Regions from separate parts of the Rattus norvegicus genome. Here region 2 is linked to region 1. A link is a contact called in public Hi-C data. All regions are on one chromosome and are shown on one strand. The core of a region is the stretch at or near the end of the contact, and the rest is flanking DNA. Distances in the headings are between cores, read along the strand shown. Region 1 holds the start of Spin1 (spindlin 1). Region 2 has its middle 100 kb from the start of Spata31a5l1.

The links. Hi-C and Micro-C count contacts between places; a contact is called where the count stands out from the background.
Region 2: a Hi-C map of the A7r5 cell line shows a contact between it and region 1, with 5 times the contacts expected there. The contact joins the enhancer-like site here to the promoter of Spin1 in region 1. A contact is called at or near these places in 8 of 12 Hi-C or Micro-C datasets (the A7r5 cell line, Schwann cells, frontal cortex and 4 more) and 1 of 1 datasets of contacts at active chromatin or transcription factors (oligodendrocytes).

Annotation. Positions count from the first base shown.
Region 1 is chr17:14,253,180-14,259,238 of GRCr8, forward strand. It overlaps Spin1 (spindlin 1), which reads right to left and starts at 3,883. Exons shown (of 6, transcript NM_001419143.1): 1 at 3,750-3,883.
Region 2 is chr17:14,391,639-14,397,420 of GRCr8, forward strand. It overlaps the pseudogene Atp5mc2-ps5. Among named protein-coding and RNA genes, the nearest start is that of Spata31a5l1, 100 kb to the right of the region's middle. Within about 2 kb of position 4,148, at least 1 of the 93 cell types and tissues checked has an H3K27ac peak or open chromatin away from gene starts, as enhancers often do. A contact at or near this core is called in the A7r5 cell line, where this site is marked.

The DNA of each region.
Region 1 (6,059 bases), core at 2,633-5,132:
CCAACATCAGCTCTGTTCCTACTGTTCCCACCCACCATTTGAACTTTTCTCTCCTATTGTACATCTTCTTCTCAGATATTCTTGGGCACATAAATCCCTCACTGTGAGCATAACTATAGTTTCCTGCAAACTATTAGACTGCAAAGGCAAACTTCTTACGATGTACCTTAGTCCTGCGGGACTCACGGGAAGGGCAATACTATTTATTTTTAAGGGTTTATTTCTATCTTACATTCATGGATGCTTTGCCTGTACGTATGTATATGTGCACCATGTGCAAGCAATGTCTATGGAGGCCAGAAGAGGGCAATGGAGTCCCTAGAACTGGAACCACAAACCTTTCCGAGCTGTCGCGTGGGTGCAAGGAACCAGACAGGAGTCCTCTGCCAGAGCAGCGAGTGCTCCTAACAGCTGAGCAATCTCTCCAGCTTTGACTCAGGAATATTTTACAGTAGACACCCAGTAAAAACAACTTAAACTAGACTCAATATGAAGGCTCTTCCAAGCAAGCTGTTTACTTCATCTCACAGACAAAGCAGACATTAGTAACTGTGGCAGAGCTGGGAAGGAAGGGGAAGGGATCAACCCTGACTTGTCCAGCTGTGTTTTTGGAACTACACTGAGGAACTCTACAAGGCTGCCGCTCAGAGGCGGAAGGCTTTAAAGCCTCCCCTCCAGGTGTATGCCCAGGACTGCACAGAGGTGAGTTCCACCCAGAGGGGAAAGCCATTTTTTTTCACAACTCCAGGCTTCCAAACCGAATAAAGCAGATAGAAGGAAAAAAAATGCAGCTTCTCATTTAGGAAGAGAGAAAGAATAGACTTTTAGGTGAAAATACTTGTTTTTCGATGTTCTCCATCAAACCGAGGTTCTGCTAATGGGCAGGTATCATTCCCAACCCCGAAACGCTCCACAGCAATGGGTCTGTGATGCATGCACCTTCATCCGCCTGCCTCCTCCATCCCTTAGCACTGGGATTGCAGGTATAAGCCATGTCTGGCTCCCTTCATGTTATTTCTAACACAGTAGAAAAAAAATGCTGCAAACAATTAACAATACAGTCAGTCCAGATGTAACTGTGTTGGCCAACCCAAAGATCAAACTCTACAAAAACGTTTTCCCAGGAGACTAACTCTTACAAATGGTTTGAGGGTGAAATTTGGACCACCCACAAAACAAAGAGGCACACACAAATCGCATCAATCTCACATCACCGTTCTCTAATGGGAGGACTACTACCTGAGACACGACATAGGACAGTCAAATAAAAGTCCTGAGGCCATGGTCTTCAAGCCCAGTCTTGCACCAGACTCCCAGAGATCAAAACAGTCACTCCTATGGAAGCTACCCAAACTGAAACTAAGTTATCTGACCTTCAGAAAAACCAAAGACAACCTGATTTCCCCAGCAGGCCATTTCAATCCACGAAACAAATTCTCTCCCCTCTGTGAGTTGCTAACCCCATCCTGAAGTGATATGATGTGGAACTAGCTGTTTTTCTATTGACTTCTCCCAGTTTCCACTTTGCAAGGGAAGTAACTTTTAGTCCACCAATCCCTTTCACCCTTTGTTTTCAGCCCTCTTCTGCCCCATAAAAGGAAGTTCCAAGCCCACTAATAGCAGTATTTTTCAGAGTCCCAAAATGAAAACTGAGACTTGTGATCCTAAGGAGAGAAGAGCAGGGCACCTCATCCTTCAGAACGACAGAGAATGGCAGGGCCTCAGGCTCAGGGCTTCTGGATCATACAGCTGTCTTGTTCTGGAGCTGGCAATTAAAGACACTACCTAAGCAGCCAGCTCTGCCTCTATCCAGACTGGGGGCATGTGGTGGGAGTTTATCAACAACATGAAAGGAATGCCTTCATTCCCTGCAACAGCCTACTCTATTTAAGGAATGTTTACATTGTAGTTACTTTGTGGTACTGGGAGGCAAAACCTGAGTCCAGCATCTGAAGAGGAACTGCTCTACCACAACGTCTGACTTTTTTGAGACAAGCTGCCCTTGAACTTCCAAACCTCCCCAACAGTTGGAGTTACAGTTCTGTTACTAGGCCTGGTGAGGCTGACCAAGGGCAAAGACTGGATGTGGAACCTCACACTATCCTATGTAACAGGTTACATCAGAGCTTAGCTATCCCAGAAAGTCTTAGAAAATGTCCTTTGAACACTAAAAGTGGGCTTGACTAGAGAAATTCAACAGTGAAAAATCTATTTTTAAAAGATCTTAAGCATGGCTCAGCGGTTAACAGTACTCACTGGCTGTTCTTCCAAAGGACCCATGTTTGATTCCCAGCACTCACATTTGTCTGACTCCAGTCCCGGGAGTTCAGAGCCCTCTCCTGGACCCCTTGGGCACCAGGCACAGATGTGGTAACCAGGCAAATACGCAGACAAAACATCCATACACATACACTTCAAAAACCCTAAGTGTATAAAAAGATGGCCCCTCACTGGCTTGTACTCCAGGCTGAAGGATACTGAGTTCAAGGCCAGTCTAGAGTACAGGAGACTTGATACAAATTTAGACTAAAAGCCCTTTTGCTTGATTCATTTCTTAGGCATTTCGGTAGGATTTTAAGCTAATTTCGTTTTACTTATTGGAAGAAACACTACGTTTTAATAAATATAGCAGGCAACGTTAATACACAATTATGAAATCTGATCATGGACATCCTGTAAATCATGATCGCCTATTAACAAATGCTGAGATGGTGAAAAGGAAGGCTAAAGATACACCTCCTCTCTTCTATCTTTCCAAAATTTCACCACCTCAGAAGTGTGCTCAGGATGTGTAGGTAAGAAAACGTCTAAGATCAGGTTTCATTTTCTCTCCCTAACAAAAGCTATGCAGAAGGCAATTACTCTCCATCAATCCTTCCAGGCTGCAGCTTCTTCCAGAAAATTCCAAGGAAAGTTAGTGAGGCATTCGCATTTCGATACGGATACCATCTTCCTCGCTAGTCACACTGAAATCCTTTACAACACTTAAACGTTTCTCTTGTATGGCTTTACGATGTACACGAGAAATAAACAAGCCTTTAAACCAGAAGACTACACACACACACACACACACACACACACAGAGAAAAACCCCAATCCACAGATCATCGAAACCAAATCAATATAAAAACAATTGCGTAAACAAACTTTGAGATGCGCATGCAACGACGTGGATGACTGAAGCCATTTCTCAACCCGACACCCCCTCCTCCCGGAAAGGCCCAGAACGCACCATCCGTGCAGGAAGCCGCTAGGGACCGCGACCCCCGGCGCTACGCAGTATCCGCACCGCACATCTATCCGGCGCATTCAGGGAGGCAAACCCAAGGTCACACAGGCCCGCGCCCGAGCCCCCCAGGCAGGGCGTCACCGCGGTGACCCGCCGCGGGGGTCCCGCCACGCCCCTCCCCCGCCGGGTTACGCAATGCCCCCGCCCCCGCCCCCCGCCCGGCACGGAACAAAGCGCGCGGGAAGCGGCCGCGGGGCTGGGGCAGGGACCCCGCAAGCGCCATGTTGGCGGGGGCGGCGGGGACCGGGCGGGGGCGACGAACAAAGGAACTCGCGCACGCCCGGGCCCCAGCCCGCCGCGCCCCGGCCCCACCGAGCCCGGCCGGCAGGGGGCGCTGAGGGGCGCCGCCCGCGGACAATGCGCCCGGGGCCCCGCGGGCTGTGCTCACCTGGGTACGCGCGCCGCGAGGCCCACTCGCTTTCCCCTCACAGCCCAGCACCCGGCCCCACACGCGTCTCACCTGTCGGCCACCGAGGCTGCCAACGGGGCCGCCGTGGCTCGCTCGTGCTCCCCGCCGGCCCAGCCCGAGCCAGACGGCGCCTCCCCACCCCCGCTCCTCGCCGCGGCCGCCGCCCGCCCCCTAGCCGCCACGGCGCACGCGCACTGCGCCCGCCGAACTGCGACGGCCGCGCCGCCCCGGCGCCCGGCGCCGCCGGACGCACTGCGCAGGCGCGAGTGGGAGGAGGGGCCTTGGGGCGAGGGCGGGGCCTGGCGCTGCTCACCTGGAGGGTGGGGCGCGCGCCCGTAGCTGCCAGGTACGCGCTGGGGAGCCACGGGCGGTACGCGCACCCGGGCCCTCTTAGAAGCGGAACAGGGTCGGGAAGACAAACACGAACGGAGAGTAACGGGCGTTGGCATTTACTCTTCAACGGGAGGACGGTTTCCAGGAACCGTCCTGCCTCTTTGTCCTGGGACCTTACGTCTGTCTCGGGCCTGGCTAGCTGCGGAGATGCATGAGGCTCGGTCACATGACCTTGCGCAGCGCAGGTGCGTTCTCGTCACTGCGGAGCAGCAGCTTTGGGCTGCAGGACGCGAGCCCTTTAAAAATATGGATAGACTCCCCATGCTCCCTTGAAGACACACCGCCTTACTGCACGCCGCACTGCGCAGAGGCCGAGGAACTAGGCTCAGCTTGCAAAGCTCAGGGCCTCCTGCGAACACCTGCCGCAAACACCCGGCCTTGGCCTAGCTGCAGCCGCTATTCTAGATCTCACCCCGGGCTCCTCGCGAGGCTGCAAGCCAGGACTTCCCACGATCGCACGTCAATCCGTGCGACTCTGGTTCCAGTTAAGATGCCTTTTGAGGACGTGTTTGGCTGTGGGCAAGGAGAGAGAGGAAACGTCCGGGATGGTTTGGATTGAGGGGAAGTCAAATGCGGGACCTGAAGGTTCGTCTTGGTCTGCATTCAGCCTGGCGCGCTCTGGTCTCCTACCCTCCTCTAGCCCAGTGTCTGGATCCAGGCGGTCACCGACCTGGTTCCTCGAGTGCCGTAGCACTGCCGCATTGTAATAAGCCTCCTGCCAGTGTGTTGCCAGGTCGAATTACGAGACGTTATTGGAAAGCCCTTTGCGCACTCCAAACCTGCAGCACGGTTGTTAGTTCGCTGAGCTCTTTGAGAGATTTCTCTGGCACCTTTTTTCTTTCAAAGTAAGATTGATATGTGCCTGCTCATATTAAAATGCTTGTCTCAGATGACATTCTTGGCAGGAGCAACATAGTCACAGACCGAAGAGAGGGCGAATTTCAGTAGAGACGCAGCCATCCTAGAGAGAATTGAGAGATGATTAGCTTTTGTTGTTGTGTTTAATGTTTGGTAGTGGAGGCTGACAGGAACAAGGAAGGGCGCGATGGGAAGGAGGCTGGAGTGACAGTACAGAACACTTCTGTTTCCTTGGTGATCCTCCTGGGCTTTTCTGTTCTCTAGAGGAACAGAACTTACAGAATGAATATATATGTACGGAAAGGGTATGTGTTAGAATACCTCACAGGCTGTGGTTCAGTTAATCGAACAATGACTGTCTAACAACAGAAGGTCCAGGGATTCAGTAGTTGTTCAGTCCCCAAAGCCGAATGTCTCGGCTGGTCTTCAGTATACGCTGGAATCTCAAGCAGGTTATAATGATAGTGAAGGAATGGACTTGCTAGTGAGACAGAGAATAAACAGGCAAAGAGCAAAAGCTCCCTTATCCCATGTCATTTAAATAGGCTGCAAGCAAGCTTGCCCCAGATTAAAGGTATGTCTTCCCACTTCAAAAGAGCCACATTACAGGTGACTCTTTCCATCTCAAAAGGTCTGGGTTAAAGGCATTATCTTTTTGCCTCAAAGACCCCAATCAAATGATTTAATTAAGCAGAAATCTATCACTCGTGGGCCCAGTCATTGGGGTTTTAATTCCTGATGTAGGAAAGTTGACACCCAAAAGTAGCCTTCACATCCGCCTAGCTCTTACTGACATGGACCTGGTAACTTGAGCAAGAGAGTGTTGGGTTGTTTTGCTTGAAACAGGGTCTCGCTGTCTAGCCTGCCTAGAATGTGATAGGTTAGCCCAGGCAGGTAAGGTCTTCTGGGTAAGCCTCCTCAATGCCTGGCCACATGATAGGGTTTTAAGGATGACTGCCCTGGGCGCTGTAGGACATTTGGTGTCTTCCGTGGCTTCCACCCACCTGAGGCCACTTGCAGACCCTGCTGACCCATCAGACCCTTCAAACATTACCACACCCCCACCCTAACCCCACTCCTGGTTTAAATTTGCCTCTACTGATGGTTTCC
Region 2 (5,782 bases), core at 2,898-5,397, 140 kb after region 1:
ATGACATCCCATTTACTAGAAAACCACAGATGCCTGCAGCTGGCAGCATGCTGACTGACAGCCTCGGCTGCTCTCTCTGTGCTTCCCTCCTTCCTGCAAAGCCCATCCTTAAACGCCAAGCAAGAGCTAGACAGTTGCAACCTTTTCTTGAAAAAGAAAAGGCCCATCCCATGGGCAAGCGCCAGTTCCTAACACTGCTAATGATACTCTGTTACGCTTGCAGACAGGAGCATGTGGTCCTCTGAGAGGCTCCGCCCAGCAGCTGACTCAGACAGATGCAGACATCCACAGCCAAACGGTGAATGGAGCTTGGAGGTTCTTAAGGAAGAGTAGGAGGAAGGAGAATGGTTCTCAAAGGGGACAGAAACTCAACAGGAAGGCCAATAGAGTCAACTAACCAGGATCTTTGGCTGGGCCAGAGCTCTAGGGACAGTCAGACACCTCTGCATGGCTTCTTGGTCTCCGGAGGCTCTCCCGGTTCCTTAACATAATTCTTTGCCTTCCACATTCATTGTTGTCCTTGGGTCTCATTCATTACACATGAACTGGTGTTGGCCTCTGCTCTTGGAGCTCTGATGGCCTTGACTGTCCAAAACTTTTGTCCCCTTCTCGGAATATTTTTAAGTTTATTAAATATCATCATCATCATCATCATCATCAACAACAACAACAACAACAACAACAATAACAACATATTTGTGTGCCTGATGTATGTGTGAGTGTGGCTACCATGCACTGTGGTGCATATACAGAGGTCAAAGGACACCATTTAGAAGATGGCTCCTCCTATCTTGTTGAGGGAGTGTCTCCCTTGTTTTTTCTGTATTGCATATTTCATGCTAGCTGACGTTTGAGTTATAGCTGATCTCTCGTCTCTGCTTTCCCATCTCAACCTAGGAGTGCTGGGACGACAGATGAACTCCACATCTGGCTTTTTTTAAATGTGGGTTCTGGGGATTGAAACCAGGTCATCTGGTCTGTGAAGAAAGCCATGTCCTGTGGACTGTCAGACCAGCACTTTCCTGACACTGACATTTCATGTCTGGAATCTGTTTTCCCACAGTGGCCTCCAGCTTGTACCAAGAGGAGGCTTTTACAACACCTTCTGAGCTTCGATTGCAAAGACTTGAGACTATCGCTGCCATTGGACCCCCAGCCTGTGACAGTTATCCCAGATAAGCTGCTCAGTAAACATGATCAGAGATACTGTCCGCCAGCAGAGAGGACTTAAGGGTCTCCTGATAGCATCCATATATCCAGGACTGAATACAAACTCAGCTGTCATAACAGAACTTACGACAATTACAACTGGGAAAAAGAAATCAGCTTCTGATACCAGAAAGAATCAGATACTGGAATTGCCTGGCAGGGATCTTAAAGAAGCCATCATGAAAGTGACAATACATGGTAAATATGGCAGTTAAGAGCACTTGTTGCTTCTGCAGAGGACCTGTATTTCTCAGCACTTATGCAGAGTAGCTCACAAGCACAGGAAACTCCAACTCCAGTGGATATGACGCCCTCTTTTGGCCTCCTTATGCATCTGCATTCTTGTACACACACACACACACACACACACACACACACACAAATACACCTACATGATTTAAAAATAGAATCTTGGGCTGGAGAGATGGCTCAGTGGTTAAGAGCACTGACTGCTCTTCCAGAGGTCCCGAGTTCAAATCCCAGCAACCACGTGGTGGATCATAACCATCTGTAACGGGATCTAATGCCCTCTTCTGGTGTAGCTGAAGACAGCAACAGTGTACTAAAATAAATCAGTAAATCTTTTTAAAAAAAATCTTTTTTTAAGTAAACCCATTATGATTTACAAACAAAGAAACAGGGAGTCTATCAAGAAAACAGCACATATACTAAGTAGCCTAGAGAAATTATAGAGTTGAGGATTAACTTCCAAATAAAAGACTCTCTCTGGATGGGCTCAATAGAAGAATGTATACACCAGGGGAAATCAGAGAAAGCAGTAGAAAATGTGCAAACTGAAAAGCAGAGGAGAAAAAAAAAACTAAAAAAGGAAAAAGTGCATCAAGGACCAATGAGAACACAACAAAAGATCCTATACTCACTTCTTAGGAGTAACAAACAGAAAGGAGAACCTGGCTGGAGACGTGTGCAAAGAGATGGCTGAAAACCATGAACCTGACAAAAATCTCTACATCGACAGTTTAGATCCGCTAAGTGGTCATAAATAGTACAGGTCTAAAGAAAGCCACGGCACGGTATGTTACTATTAAGCTAACTAGGCAGAGGGGGCGGAACATGTCTATAATTTCAGTTCTGTGGGGACTGAAGCTGAAGGATCACAAGTTCCAGGCCAGTTTGGGCTATATGAACACATGAACACACACACACACACACACACACACACACACACACACACACACACACACTTCGTGTGCACACCATAAGAAAATATTCTTGGGGCCTGGAGATAAAGCTCAGTTGGTAACATGCTTGCCTAGCATGCATGAATCCCCCAGTTCAAGCCCGGCATTCATAGACTGACTATGGCGGCACATGCCTGCAATCCCATCCCTTAGGCAGTAGTGGCAAGAGTAGCAGAAGTTCAAAGTCAGTCTGGGTTATATGACACTCTTCCTTTCTTCTTCCTTCCTTCTCTCTCTCTCTCTCTCTCTCTCTCTCTCTCTCTCTCTCTCATTAGATAAGTACACCGTAGCTATCTTCACACACACCAGAAGAGGGCATCAGATCTCATTACAGATGGTTGTGAGCCACCATGTGGTTGCTGGGATTTGAACTCAGGACCTCTGGAAGAGCAGTCAGTACTTTTAACCACTGACTCCAGCTCTGAGACTCCGTCTTAAAATATAAATAAATATAAGGGATGAAGGGAGAAGGAAGGAAAAAGGGAGGTAGATGGACAGAGAGAGGGAGGAAAAATCTACATTTCACACATTATATAACCATAATAGGCCCCAAATGTAAGTGAGAATGGAAACATGGGAGAAAGCATTTGAGTTTAGGCTTAAGAATTCTTAGACCTAGGCCTCAAAGCGTTGCTTCATTGGAAGTTAATGTGTTTTGTTTGCAAAACAACCTGCTAAAGGACAAAAGAGAAGCCACGGACCTGAAGAACGCATTTGCCAACCACTGATCGGGAAAAGCCGTTCTGTTTCTGTAAGCTCGGTATAGCCAGCTGATGGGAAACGGACAACAAGCCTTCACTTTAACTGGTGGCCTTTGCAGATGGTGAGTGGGACAGATGTCCATCATTGATCACTGCCAGGGGACAGTCATCAACCCAGAGAGCAGGTCCGGTGCAGTGGTGCTTGTGACCGAACACTGTTTTCTACAGACAATTAGCTTATTGGGGTACAGCCCATGCGGCACCTGTCTTCATAACTGAAGCCCACAGCCTATCTCAGGTTCACCCTTGTGTTCTCTGATGTTTTGGTGCACACATAAAGCCACAGTCTTATCACGACACCACCACAGGAGAGTGTCACTGCCTTAACTATCTCTTGGCCTACAGCGTTCATCCTTCTTTGGCGACCCTCAAATCCTTGTAAAACACTGACTTTTTTAAAATAGTCTCTGTGGTTTTGCCTTTTCCAAAACGTCATGCAGCGGAACTCAGAGGTACTTAACCTTTTCTGACTGGTTTTCCTCCCCCAACCCCTTACCTGAATACTTTGTTGCTTTTGCAGATTCGTTTTGTTTTGAGACAGACTCTATATAACCCTGGCTGTCCTGGAATTTACTCTCTAGACCCTGTTGGCCTCTAACTCACGCAGCTCCCTCTGCCTCTAAGGCCGGGGCCACCACAGGGCTTAGCTTGTGTCTTTTTGTGGCTGGTTAGCTCATTTCCCTTCACCGCTGAGTAACTGGGCTGACACACCGGACTTTTCATTTTTACTCTCCTTCATCTAGTAATGGACATCTTGGTTGTTTTTCTGTGTGGACAAGGAAGGAAGCTGCTGTGTGTGGATTTTTCTGGAGCCTTTCGATTCCTTTGTTTCATCACCAAGGAGTAGCTGGGTCAAGGATTTAATTTTCTGAGGAACTCCTGATGGTCTCCTCAGGTCGCCACACCTGCTCACATTCGCGCTAGCACTGAATGAGTCAGTGGCTATCTTTGCCAGGGTTTGGTGTCATCGGTGTTTGGGACCTGGGCTATTTTACCAGGGCTTAACTGCCGTCTCGTAGCTGCTTCATGCATTTCTCATACTGTGTGGTTTTTGCTCATCTGTTTGTTTTCCCGACTCTGCGTCTTCTCTGGTGAGGTATATGGTCAGATGGCTTGCTACTATAATCACGGTTTGTTTTAATACGGAGACATTTGCCGAGTTCTTGTGTAGTTCAGATCCAAAGACTATGAGATGGTGCTTTGCAATCCCCCTGCCCTCCCCCCAAATCTCTGACTCATCTTTCATTCTTTAATAGTTTCTTTCTCAGATAAGAAGTCTTTATTTTTAAGAGATGCGTGTGCTTACGTGTGCGTGGCGCACATGCGAAGGCCAGAGGGACCTAGGGTGTCAGTCCTAAGGGGTTTCCCACCTTCCATTTGATGCAGGGTCTGCAACTTTGCTACATAAACAAGACTAACTGGCCCCCAGCTTCCAGGGACCTTCTTGTTTCCGTTCCCCATTTCATCATTTCCGAGATTACAGACACGGGTCCTGGAGGATCCAAACTCGAGTCCTCACACACACAAGGCTTTACCAGAGGAGCCGGCTCCTTGGCCCCAGAAGTCTTTAATGACACCCATTTACCAGTTTTTACGAATCGTATCTTAAAAGTTATTACCAAGTATAAGATCGTTTAGATTTTTTTCCTGTGTTATCTTTTAGACATTTCTTTTAGTTTTGTGCTTTAATTTTTAAGTCTGCGATTCATTTTAATATTAACTGTACCTCAGTGTGGCACAAACTGCCCAGTGACCGTGTCCAGTCCTGTCTGGCGTGCTGCCCCTTTCTTTACTGTGTCGACTTTGCTGCAGCTGGCCGTGTGTACGTGGACAGGCGCTCTCTCTGTACCTTCATTCAGTCATCCATTCCGTGCTGTCTTCGTTACCGGAGCTTCACTGGAAGGCTTGAAGCTGAGTCAGCACTCCGGCTTTGTCCCTAGTCAATTTCGTGTCGGCCACTCTGGTCTTATTTGGTTTTTCCATATAAAATCTTTTCATGAAGAAGTCGACTTCTGGAATCACACTGGATCTTCCAGATCAAGTTGGGAGGAATGTCTTAACCATGTTTTTTTTTTTTTCTTATTAATACAGTATTTATTTGTCTTCTCTTTGTCAAACCCTGAGCCAAGCACTTTCCCCAGACTTCTTGGGGAGGCACAGGAAAAGGAACACACAAGGCAGACGAGACACGGAAGAACCACGGGAGGTGGAGCTGGAGACAGCTGCTTCACATGGTGAAGAGGATGAGGAAGGCCACCATAGGCAAAAGAGCCCCATGGCCTCAAAGAGGTCGAGACCCATGGCCTCAGAGAGGGCGAAGAGAGGAGAAGAGTTGCTGCTTCAGAGAAGAGTTCCTGGCATAGCCAATGATGAGACTCCCCAAAACAGTCCCAATTCCTGCCCCAGAGCCAGCCACCCCAACTATAGCAGCCCCAGGTCCAATGAACTTGGCGGCTTGTGTCGATGTCCCTTGAAATGGCGCTGGTTTGGAAGCTGTGGGCTAGGGATAAGCGAGGTCAGAGGCCGCCAGACCGCCAAGCTGCTGAGGCCCTCATCTGTGGGCATCTGTGGTCGCTTCAACTCCACTGAGGAGAGCGGACAACTCAGCAG